2 separate regions of the Oryzias latipes genome follow, and region 2 is linked to region 1. A link is a contact called in public Hi-C data. All regions are on one chromosome and are shown on one strand. Each heading gives the region's core, a stretch centred on a gene start, on an enhancer-like site or on the middle of the called end of the contact. The rest is flanking DNA. Distances are from core to core; before and after follow the strand shown.

Region 1 (6,078 bases), core at 166-2,665:
AAACGAAAATATGTGAATGCCAACTTAAAGAATGTGGAAAATGTCAAATAAATATTTCTTACTGCAAGAGTTGTCTGACTGAAATGACGATTTATCGTATTTCGGGCAGATACTCGCTGCAGTGTTTTACAGGTAAATACCCTAGGGCGGTTCAGTCAATTAACTCACCTGCTCAGCGTCCTATTTAAGCCCATGTGCGCAGTCGTTCATTCTCTTTCTTACCTTCAGCGCTCATTCTTCGCCCCACCCTCCTCCCCGGCTTCCACCTGTGGGCTCCGTAAAGGGGGGGTTTTGTTACCCGAAAGTGTTATGGAAATTTCTCATGGAATTGAACGGAGCCTTATGCCAAACGAAAATATGTGAATGCCAACTTAAAGAATGTGGAAAATGTCAAATAAATATTTCTTACTGCAAGAGTTGTCTGACTGAAATTCCAAAAAAGAATGAAATGGAATAAAAATGAAACACTTTAGAGAAACAAAAGTAATTTCCAGAAATCTAAATTAAATATTTAAAAACTAAACACAAGAAGAAACTGTAAAAGATAGGTACTATGGGACATCCCTGACTAGATGAGGACATTTGTTCATCAAGTGATACTGGATACGCTCCATCCTAATCCTAAAACTTTCATTAGTGTGCGGACATCGAGGATGCATTTGAAAAAAAAACATTAAAAAAAATCAAATGTTACAATCCAATCAGCAATGTCCCATAGTTCCTACCTTTTCTGGTTTCTTATTGATGTTGTTGACCTTTTGGCATACCCCTTCAGGAGTCACCACAGCCAAACAGCTTTCACTGATTCACACAGGCAGTTTAGCTGACATTGTTTTCACCTGACGCGACCCTGTATGTTATCAGTTATCAGTATGTTATAGGCCCACAAGACTGGGGGCCTATGCACATGCCTGCACATGCATGCATACACACAAACTCACCTGCTTCCACACACATCTAGGGGGAACCAGAATTGGACCCCCTTGTAGCTACATAGTCATAGAAAGGGTCTTGCCCAAAAATCCACTCTGGATGAGGCTATCCCCCCGTGGGAATTGAACCCTGATTTGCTGTGTGCCATTTCTACACGCAGCTAACTCGGCCATCCAGCCACTACTCAATGTGTTTTGTTATTCAACATTTAATTTTTAGTTTAACCATTTTTTGAAATTGTGTTTTGGTTTCTAGAATTTTGTTATGTTTTCTAAAATGTTTTTTTTTGTATTACCTGTTTTGCATTTTTTATTGTCCTTGTGATCTTTAAAATGTTTTTGCTTTGTGTGATTTGTTGGTGGGATTTGCACATCAGGGCTTCTGTACACCCCCCTCCCCACACAAACACAGACACACGCACAGACACACATGCTCACATGCTTATGCAGCTCGGTTGCAGCATCAGTCGGGTCCCCTGGGGAGCCATGTGCAGACTGACACCACTAACAGGTCAGACCATACCAGACAGGCAGCAGACACGCCTGATAACTGAAAGCTCTCCAGTCCCCAAACACCCCCCCCCCACACACACAAGACTGGGGGCCTATGCACATGCCTGCACATGCATGCACACACACAAACTCACCTGCTTCCACACACATCTAGACCCACAGTTACACACATGCAACTCACTCATACTGACTAAAACACGCAGACACATGAACAGAGTCACAAAGTCTCGATTGCATTTGCTCTGCGTCTGCTTTGTGTCTTCTTTGCGTCTGCTCTGCATCTGCTATATGTCTGCTTTGTCTCTGCTCTGTGCCTCCACTGCATCTGCTTGTGTCTGCTCTGTGCCTCCTCTGCATCTGCTTGTGTCTGCTCTGTGCCTCCTCTGCATCTGCTTTGTGTCTGCTCTGTGCCTCCTCTATATCTGCATCTGCTTTGTGTCTGCTCTGTGCCTCCTCTGCATCTGCTTTGTGTCTGCTCTGTGCCTCCACTGCATCTGCTTTGGGTCTGCTCTGTGCCTCCTCTGCATCTGCTTTGTGTCTGCTCTGTGCCTCCACTGCATCTGCTTTGTGTCTGCTCTGTGCGTCCTCTGCATCTGCTTTGTGTCTGCTCTGTGCCTCCTCTATGTCTACTTTGTTCCTGCTCTGTGCCTCCTCTGCATCTGCTTTGTGTCTGCTCTGTGCCTCCTCTATATCTGCTTTGTTTCTGCTCTGCGTTTGCTCTGTGTCTACTCTGTTCCTCCTCTGTGCTTCCTCTGCATCTGCTTTGTGTCTGCTCTGTGCTTCCTCTGCATCTGCTTTGTGTCTGCTCTGTGCCTCCTCTATATCTGCTTTGTTTCTGCTCTGCGTTTGCTCTGTGTCTGCTTTGTCTCTGCTCTGTGCCTCCTCTGCGTCTGCTTTGTTCCTGCTCTGTGCCTCCACTGCATCTGCTTTGTTCCTGCTCTGTGCCTCCTCTGCATCTGCTTTGTGTCTGCTCTGTGCTTCCTCTGCATCTGCTTTGTGTCTGCTCTGTGCTTCCTCTGCATCTGCTTTGTGTCTGCTCTGTGCCTCCTCTATGTCTACTTTGTTCCTGCTCTGTGCCTCCTCTGCATCTGCTTTGTGTCTGCTCTGTGCCTCCTCTGCATCTGCTTTGTGTCTGCTCTGTGCCTCCTCTATATCTGCATCTGCTTTGTGTCTGCTCTGTGCCTCCTCTGCATCTGCTTTGTGTCTGCTCTGTGCCTCCACTGCATCTGCTTTGTGTCTGCTCTGTGCCTCCTCTGCATCTGCTTTGTTCCTGCTCTGTGCCTCCTCTGCATCTGCTTTGTGTCTGCTCTGTGCTTCCTCTGGATCTGCTTTGTGTCTGCTCTGTGCCTCCTCTATGTCTACTTTGTTCCTGCTCTGTGCCTCCTCTGCATCTGCTTTGTGTTTGCTCTGTGCCTCCTCTATATCTGCTTTGTTTCTGCTCTGCGTTTGCTCTGTGTCTACTTTGTTCCTGCTCTGTGCTTCCTCTGCATCTGCTTTGTGTCTGCTCTGTGCTTCCTCTGCATCTGCTTTGTGTCTGCTCTGTGCCTCCTCTATATCTGCTTTGTTTCTGCTCTGCGTTTGCTCTGTCTGCTTTGTCTCTGCTCTGTGCCTCCTCTGCGTCTGCTTTGTTCCTGCTCTGTGCCTCCACTGCATCTGCTTTGTGTCTGCTCTGTGCCTCCTCTGCATCTGCTTTGTTCCTGCTCTGTGCCTCCTCTGCATCTGCTTTGTGTCTGCTCTGTGCTTCCTCTGCATCTGCTTTGTGTCTGCTCTGTGCCTCGTCTGTCTACTTTGTTCCTGCTCTGTGCTTCCTCTGCATCTGCTTTGTGTCTGCTCTGTGCCTCCACTGCATCTGCTTTGTGTCTGCTCTGTGCCTCCTCTGCATCTGCTTTGTGTCTGCTCTGTGCCTCCACTGCATCTGCTTTGTGTCTGCTCTGTGCGTCCTCTGCATCTGCTTTGTGTCTGCTCTGTGCCTCCTCTATGTCTACTTTGTTCCTGCTCTGTGCCTCCTCTGCATCTGCTTTGTGTCTGCTCTGTGCCTCCTCTATATCTGCTTTGTTTCTGCTCTGCGTTTGCTCTGTGTCTACTCTGTTCCTCCTCTGTGCTTCCTCTGCATCTGCTTTGTGTCTGCTCTGTGCTTCCTCTGCATCTGCTTTGTGTCTGCTCTGTGCTTCCTCTGCATCTGCTTTGTGTCTGCTCTGTGCCTCCTCTATATCTGCTTTGTTTCTGCTCTGCGTTTGCTCTGTGTCTGCTTTGTTCCTGCTCTGTGCCTCTTCTGCGTCTGCTTTGTTCCTGCTCTGTGCCTCCACTGCATCTGCTTTGTTCCTGCTCTGTGCCTCCTCTGCATCTGCTTTGTGTCTGCTCTGTGCTTCCTCTGCATCTGCTTTGTGTCTGCTCTGTGCTTCCTCTGCATCTGCTTTGTGTCTGCTCTGTGCCTCCTCTATGTCTACTTTGTTCCTGCTCTGTGCCTCCACTGCATCTGCTTTGTGTCTGCTCTGTGCCTCCTCTGCATCTGCTTTGTGTCTGCTCTGTGCCTCCTCTATATCTGCATCTGCTTTGTGTCTGCTCTGTGCCTCCTCTATATCTGCATCTGCTTTGTGTCTGCTCTGTGCCTCCTCTGCATCTGCTTTGTGTCTGCTCTGTGCCTCCACTGCATCTGCTTTGTGTCTGCTCTGTGCCTCCTCTGCATCTGCTTTGTTCCTGCTCTGTGCCTCCTCTGCATCTGCTTTGTGTCTGCTCTGTGCTTCCTCTGCATCTGCTTTGTGTCTGCTCTGTGCCTCCTCTATGTCTACTTTGTTCCTGCTCTGTGCTTCCTCTGCATCTGCTTTGTGTTTGCTCTGTGCCTCCTCTATATCTGCTTTGTTTCTGCTCTGCGTTTGCTCTGTGTCTACTTTGTTCCTGCTCTGTGCTTCCTCTGCATCTGCTTTGTGTCTGCTCTGTGCTTCCTCTGCATCTGCTTTGTGTCTGCTCTGTGCCTCCTCTATATCTGCTTTGTTTCTGCTCTGCGTTTGCTCTGTCTGCTTTGTCTCTGCTCTGTGCCTCCTCTGCATCTGCTTTGTTCCTGCTCTGTGCCTCCTCTGCATCTGCTTTGTGTCTGCTCTGTGCTTCCTCTGCATCTGCTTTGTGTCTGCTCTGTGCCTCGTCTGTCTACTTTGTTCCTGCTCTGTGCTTCCTCTGCATCTGCTTTGTGTCTGCTCTGTGCCTCCTCTATATCTGCTTTGTTTCTGCTCTGCGTTTGCTCTGTGTCTGCGTTGTCTCTGCTCTGTGCCTCCTCTGCGTCTGCTTTGTTCCTGCTCTGTGCCTCCACTGCATCTGCTTTGTGTCTGTTCTGCGGCTCCTCTGTGTCTGCTTTGTTTTTGCTTTGTGTCTGCTCTGCGTCTGCTTTGTGTCTATTCAGTCCCTCCTCTGCGTCTGCTTTGCATCTGCTTTGTTCCTGCTCTGCTTCTGCTTTGTCTCCTTTCTACGTCTGCTATGTGTCTGTTCTCTGTCTGCATTGCATCTGTATTGCGTCTCTATTGTGTCTGCTTTGTGTTTGCTCTGGATCTCCTCTGTGTTTGCTTTGTGTCCTTTCTACGTCTTCAATGTGTCTGTTCTCTTTGTGTCTGTACTGCGTCTCCTTTGCATCTGCTTTGTGTCTGCTCTGCATGTCCTCTGTGTCTGCTTTGTGCCTCCACTGTATCTGCTTTGTGTCTGCTCTGCGTCGGCCTTGCGTCTGCTTTGAGTCCGTTCTGCGTCTCATTTGTGTTCGTTCTGTGTCTGCTCTGCGTCTCCTCTGTGTCTGCTCTGCGTCTGCTTTGCATCTGCTTTGCATCTGTTCTGTGTCTGCTTTGCATCTAATCTGCGTCTGCTTTGCATCTGTTCTGTGTCTGCTCTGTGTCTGTTCTGCGTCTCCTCTGTGTCTGCTCTGCATCTGCTTTGTGTCGGTTCTGTGTGTGCTCTGCGTACGTTCTGCGTCTCCTCTGTGTTTGTTCTCCATCTCCTTTGCGTCCACTCTGCGTCTCATTTGTGTTCGATCTGTGTCTGCTCTGCGTCTCCTCTGTGTCTGCTCTGCGTCTGCTTTGCATCTGTTCTGTGTCTGCTTGCGTCTGTTCTGTGTCTGCTCTGCGTCTGTTTATGCATCTCCTCTGTGTGTGCTCTGCGTCTGCTTTGTGTCGGTTCTGTGTGTGCTCTGCGTACGTTCTGCGTCTCCTCTGTGTTTGTTCTCCATCTCCTTTGCGTCCACTCTGCGTCTCATTTGTGTTCATTCAGTGTCTGCTCTGCGTCTCCTCTGTGTCTGCTCTGCGTCTCCTCTGTGTCTGCTCTGCGTCTCCTCTGTGTCTGCTCTGCGTCTGCTTTGCATCTGTTCTGTGTCTGCTTGCGTCGGTTCTGTGTGTGCTCTGCGTCTGTTCTGCGTCTCCTCTGTGTCTTCTCTGCGCCTATTCGGTGTCTGCATTGCGTCTCCTCTGCGTCTGCTTTGTGTCTGTAAAAGCATCTTCTCTGTGACTTTATCTGTGTTTTGTCATGGAGGTATCTTTCAGAGACATAAAGATACCTTTTCATTTCACAGCTGTCTGTCACTTCTCCTCTTTTGGTGTGGCTCCTCTCAGCAGCTGCTCTCCATCCTCCTTCTGGCAGAGGTGAAAGTAGGGATGCAGCT
Region 2 (6,480 bases), core at 2,055-4,554, 46 kb before region 1:
GCTGAGTTCCAGCTGTTAGACCTACCTGTCCTAACCCTTACTGTTTACCTGGATCAGGTGTGCTCCGACAAATGAAGCTGCAGCCCTCAGACAGAGGTTTGATAGACCAGTTTCAGTCAGTGTAGAATGCTTCGTTTACTGCATCCAAACTGTTTTCACTGCAGCCAAAGCATCCAGAGCATGCATGTTTTTTTACCCATAATTCAAAGTAGTATGCAATTCTCTATTGACAATTCTAGAAAAGAAAAGCCTGCAATACAATAAAAATACATTTTGCAATTTAGAATTCAATTTAAAAAAGCCCATTTGGACCACAAATTATTACACGAATTGCTTTTTAAAATGAATGTTACAAAACTAATATAGATAATTGCATTTAAGAATACATCTAGACTACAAATAAAAATGTAGACGAGGCTTTGTGAAAAAATATTAGAATTGATTTTTGTGCTAAAGAACCTGCTAAATGCGTCTCCTTTCTCCTTTTCTTCTCCTCTATTAATTTTCCGCTTGTACATCTTCAATCTTCCTCCTAAATAATCTGCCCTGCGTTGCTCTTGCTCTTCTTGTTCTTGCTCTCACCTACCTCTCTGCGGAAAGTAAAACCTACTCAGCAAAAAATTTGTATTTTACATTTTTGTACTTTTGTAAATTTTTGTACTTTTTTGTGAAATTATTTTATTTTATTACTTTGGGATATTATTTTTCTCATGCATGTTTGCACTGAACAGTGAGCGGCTCTCATTTCACTGTATGCGCGTTTGATGCAAATTGTACATGTGTATGGTGACAATAAAGGCATTCTATTCTATTCTATTCTTTTTTCAATGACGTTTTCAAACATAAACTAATTTTTTGGCATTGCATTAGGTTTTATCTTGAACTGTCAATAACAATATTGTTCAGAAAACTGTAGGAATCATTTATTGTTTTTAACTTTTGAACATTGAATTGTAAATTGCAAAATCCATTGTCATTTGAATCATGGTACTAAAAACACTAACAATTCAAAATGCAATTTATTTTTGCTTTATTTAAAATTTATTTTTAAATTTATAAGATCGATTTGCCATTTTTCATATGGAATTTTTAAATGCAAAATAGATTTTCAAATCGCATGATCGAATTCCAAATGGAATTGTCAATAAAGAATTGCATATTACTTTGAATTATGGGTAAAAAAAAATCCATAGCACAGGAGTATCACTGTTGCTAAAAGAATCCTTAAATACATCAGTGTTTTTGTCTGTAATTTATTCATTATAAATAGAAACAATGAGCTTATTCACTCTTCTAAACTTAACTTTATGTCAAACCAAATGACGATGATTGGGGTTGTGGGGGGGTTTCAAGGATTTATGGAAATAAATATAAAAAAACAACATAAGCTGCTTCACCTCTCTGCTTTTGGGTAGAGTCTGTGCTCTCTCCCCCCCCCTCCCTAATTTGAAATCTGCGCAGACCCTGCAGCAGACGCAGACCCATGTGAAACAGTCAGAGAAGTAGAATCATGTGCTGACTGGAATCGGGGCTTGAAAAGTGTTGAAGGGGTCGTGTCTGACTTTATGGTCACACCAAACACAGAAACAAAAAGCCCAGTGGATGTTATTAAAGGGCCTCTACCATGCAAAATCAACTTTTTGAGCGTTTAAGTATAATGTTAATTCCTCACGGAAAAAACAACCTCAAAGTGGTATTTTGTTCCGTTCATGCATTTTTGAGCATTCCTCTCAAAACTTAGTGATGAGGCAAAACGCTTTTCTATACACAATGTGAACATCCATCTTTGTGAAAGTTTGGATGATGACAGAAACGCTGCAGAGACCGGATCTAGGGGGAGGTCATGAAATGGGCGGCACCCACAAGGAGCGAAAGGCGGAGCCTCAGAGATCCAGTCATCTTACATCCGGGTTGGAAATGAGCTGCGAAAATGACTAAGTTTTCATTAAAAAATCCTTTTTTAGTGTGCCAAAGGTGATAAATGGATATAATTGAGCTTTAGAATAGCATGGTAGAGGCCCTTTAGGGGAAGTGGATCCAGGAGAACCAGAGTCTTGGTCCTCCACTGTGGAGCATCATTGGGAGGTCACCTTCTGTAAACGGGTCAGGTGCTGCTCTTACCTCTGAGGCTCCTCGCCGTGAGCTGCTGTCTGTAGGCCACAGACACCCGTTCTAAACAACAGACACAAACACAGGTTTCACTTTGGGATCTTTGTCCTCATCAATTCCTGCAAGAAACAGCTTTAGTCTGTCTGGAATGACAAACGTCAGCCTCTATGGTTCGGTCCATTACAGGCAGCAGCAGCTTTCCTCACTGACTATGTAATTGTGTGTGTGTGTTTGAGTGTGTGTTGTTCACAGTGAGGCTGACAGGAAAGCAGACATGTGACCCACCTGCTGCAGGGCGTGCTCGTGCCTGCGGGCCTGGCTCTGCCTTGATATGAAGGACCAGGTGGAGAACTTGTAGTGGTTGAGCAGGCAGATGATTACCACCACCATCACCGTCATCACGACAATGATGATGACAATCTGAACAAACTCCAGTTCAGCTGCACAAACACAAAAAGGAGAAAGAGGAAAGGCATCAGGAAGGGATGAGTCTGGAGAAGTGCTGCAGCGGGAAGGCGGAGCATCTATCGTATTTACAGGAGAATGAGTCAGGGTGGTTGCCTCCAACATCTCTACAGACTTTGGCTTTTCCATGATTTGGATATAAATACATATAGTGATCACAGTAGTTCTGCTTGGTCTTCAGAAAAAAAGCTGTTTGTACACGTGGTGACCAGCAGAGGGCAGCACAGGCCAAACAGGATGTTACAGAGAAGTTACAGTTGGTTTGATCACCATAGAGATTTGTATCCCAGCGTCTTTCCCCTCAAACGTTCATCTTGTTGAGGACTTTAATTAGACTTTTACTGCTTCTGTTCCCAAAGGTCGCTGGCTTTCCACAGCAGGTTTGTAAAGTTCGGCCAACACTGAAAGGACCAAAGATTCCTTGGAAAGCTCGTCCAGCTTGAATGTTTTGTGGAAACAACTTCATTGTCGTTCAGTCTGCAGTGTGGCTGCACACCTGCAGGTCTCCATTATCATCGTCATCAGTTATTTACCACTCGCACAGAAGTTACAGAGAAGCAAAGAGGTTCAATGTCGGTCCAACTACAACCAACTTCTCCTTTTGAGCTTGACCTTCAACAACACCAGACCCAGAAGGTCTCAGGGCGCCAGGATCCGGCCTGAGCTCTCACCCACAGTCTGTGCTTCCTCGTATTTCTCCGTCTGCCTCCTCTCTCCCAGCCTGAGGCTCTTTTGTTGGTTCTCATCTTGTCCAGTCTTGGACTCAGTATGACCTCTGACTCACACTTACTCACTGCTGGGCTATCACACAAACACACGTGCACGCATGCACGCTCGTACGCACACACACGAACACGGTGTTGGCTTCTTAGCATCTGCAGGGATCTCTGAGAACTATGACACGAGGCACAGACAGCATGTCGTCTACAGAGATTCACTTCTGAAAGACAAAATGACCAACATGGGCCGCTCAAACCGGGATAGAAGAGCTCGAAAGATGGAGCACATTAAATGTAATCCCAAGATTTTCATGAAAGCTGTAATGAAAAATCACAGCCCAAGAAGAAAAGACAGAAGCTTCAAGCAGCCGGTTCATCATGTCAGGCTCAGCCAGCCTTTGTGGCTTAGTTAGAGTCCGGCCAGGGCTGAAATGTACACCCACCCAAAGCTGACTGTGCTCCACCACAACAGCCACAGGGGACGGGTGGGGTCGGACTGACAGGAACAAAGCCAACAAGCACAAACCACAGCGAAGGAAAAACATGGCTGTGGGGGAACGACATTTAAAGCAATTAAAGCCATCACCATCAGCCGGGGAGGGGAGGAAACAGGAAACAGAGAGACGACAGCAAACTCAGATCATGTGACGGCTACAGGAAACCAATGAAGAACAGAATCAAACGTAGAGCCCTTCACCAAAAATAACCCCTGCACAACAGCGGAACAGACAGATTCAACTGCTATCAAGAGGGGGGGGGCTAAAACCTGTAACCTCAGATGCTTAACCTGGATTTGACCCAGTGACAGCTATGAAGTGACTTCAATACCCCACACCCAGAGAGGTCAGAGAGGAAGTCTGTGCAGGAGAGGATGACATCTACCTTCTGAATGTCTGCTAAAGAACTCTTCATCAGACATTTCTACCTGCAGCTCTGTGACTGAGAGGCAACACACGTCTGATCCAACCCAAACGCACACATGTGAATGAAGCTCGGAACATGTGGAGCCTTTTAACACTCTCTTAGTGTCTTCTCTGAAACATTTTATTTTCAATCATTTTCCCAAACTGAAACTTTACAGGATTCATTCAGCCAGCAATTGTGCAAATCCTCCCACTTCAAAGATGAGAGAGGCCTGTAATTTTCATCATAGGTGGACCTCTATGAGAGACAAAATGAGAAAAAAAAAATCACATTGTCTGATTTTCAAAGAATTTATCTGTAAATTATGGTGGAAAAAATAAGTATTTGGTCAATAACAAAAGTTCAACTCAGTACTTTGTTATATTCCTTTTGTTGGCAATGACAGCAGTCAAACATTTTCTGTAAGTCTTCACACGCTTTTCACAAACTGTTGCCGGGACTTTGGCCCATTCCTCCATGCAGATCTCCTCTAGAGCAGTGATGTTTTGGGGCTGTCGCTGACTTTCAACTCCCTCCAAAGAGTTTCTAAGGGGTTGAGATCTGGAGACTGGCTAGCGATCATTTTGATCATTTGACAATTATTCTTTCGATAAGTCGACCATTCTTGTTTACGTGAGGTTATGGGTATTTTATTTACAAAAGGTGACAGCGCTGGTACTCAGTCCGTGGAGGTCCACGTCATGGTAGTGCTAATGCTTGGCATATGCTGCGTTCACAGAAATTGAAATTTGACATGTATAGTTCATGAATTCCAATTTCACCTTATAAAAGATAAAAACTTTAAGGTCCCAGGTAAGCTATATGCTATTGTAGGTGGTGGACGAGTGGTAATAAACAGTTAATACATAAAAGAAGAAGAATCTTCTCCCTGCCACTACCTGCATGTCTGGCGTTGTCCAATGAGAACACAACCAGCATAAGACTGAGTGTGACACACAATTAATCAGAGGTTAAGGGTTGGACCACGGAGCCCTTCACCCAGACATGAAGAAGAGGGTGGAAGATGCTTATGTGCTGACATGCAACGTCTCCCTGGAGAACGAGAAGACGGAGGCTTCATCTACAAAAGCGCAGAGGAGTGAGAGAAGCTTTTAGTTCATAAAACCAAAATGACAAAAAAACAAACAAAAAACCACGCGTCAACAATACCAATTTAGTGTTGATGAAATATACTTCTTTTCCCCATAATTACACCCTTTAACATTTTCCCCATAATTTACAAAAACATTCTTTAAAAATCAGACAGTGTGATTTTCTGGATTTTCTTCTCATTTTGTCTCTGATAGTTGAGGTCTACCTATGATGAAAATCACAGGCTTCTCTCTCGTCTTTTTATGTGGGAGGACTTGCACAATTGGTGGCTGACTGAATACTTTTTTGCCCCACTGTATATACAAGAACTGAGGGAAGCTGAGACTAAGGTCAAGCACAAAGCAAACTTTTCAGTGTTTTCAGTGCAGACGTCTGCAGCCAGAGAGCCTGGTGCATCATGGTACGTTTCTGACGCCACAGTGCAGTGCTTTCAGCACAGCTGCTACACTCTGGTTTGCTGGAAAAATCATCAAGTCTGCTGCCGTAGGAATGCTGCTCTCTCCTGAAACACACGCAGGAACGTTTTTACGCTTAAAGCGGCTGCAGTTCACCTCTGCTTGGTGCCACAGAAAAAAGGAAACTGGAGGAGGAGGAAGGAGGAGGTTCAGAAAGGTTCAGAGGCTTGGGGTTCCTCACAGAACTGCAGGATTCCTCACCACCGATCCTTCAAACAGTAACGCCTTCTTCAAAGAACACAGAGTCTGCAGCAAATTCTTTTTCTGAGGAGAATCAAACGGACTTTTTTGTCTTTTCTCAGAAGAAGACAGACTTTACTGAAAGGTCCTTTTAGTATTTTTGTTTCTCTAAACCAGTGTTAGTTCTACTGCCTAACTTTGCAGCCACAAGAGTCTGTAACAGACAGGGTTTTGTCAAGGAGGGCATCCGGTGTAAAGACATCTGAGTGAAAACTGATTTGCTGCGGCGCTTCTTAAATAGATTTGCCGGAAGGTAAACAACAACTTCAAAGCTGATCTGTCTAAATGTGGGATTTCGTTAGGTTTTAATGCAAATCTGAAATTCTGATGAGTTTCCTGAATTCATTCCAAATAGGATGAAATGTGGAAAGCTGTCCTCCCTTTCCTGCTGCCGCTGAAATGTCCGTCTGGTTCTCTGTGGGTGGGGGGGTGGCGGCTATAGGGGGAGCAAGCGTTAAGTGTTAGGATGCTCTAGT

The links. A called contact is a pair of places that touch in the nucleus more often than the background predicts.
Region 2: a Hi-C map of embryo shows a contact between it and region 1, with 1.7 times the contacts expected there. The contact joins two enhancer-like sites. A contact is called at or near these places in 2 of 5 Hi-C or Micro-C datasets (both in embryo).

The regions. Positions count from the first base shown.
Region 1 is chr16:7,336,523-7,342,600 of ASM223467v1, reverse strand. No RefSeq gene overlaps it. Among protein-coding and RNA genes, the nearest start is that of ldlrad4, 11 kb to the left of the region's middle. Within about 2 kb of position 1,415, at least 3 of the 8 cell types and tissues checked have an H3K27ac peak or open chromatin away from gene starts, as enhancers often do. A contact at or near this core is called in embryo, where this site is marked.
Region 2 is chr16:7,383,560-7,390,039 of ASM223467v1, reverse strand. ldlrad4 (low-density lipoprotein receptor class A domain-containing protein 4) reads right to left here. Exons shown (of 4, transcript XM_011484919.3): 2 at 2,395-2,549; 3 at 2,122-2,172. Among protein-coding and RNA genes, the nearest start is that of fam210a, 21 kb to the left of the region's middle. Within about 2 kb of position 3,304, at least 2 of the 8 cell types and tissues checked have an H3K27ac peak or open chromatin away from gene starts, as enhancers often do. A contact at or near this core is called in embryo, where this site is marked.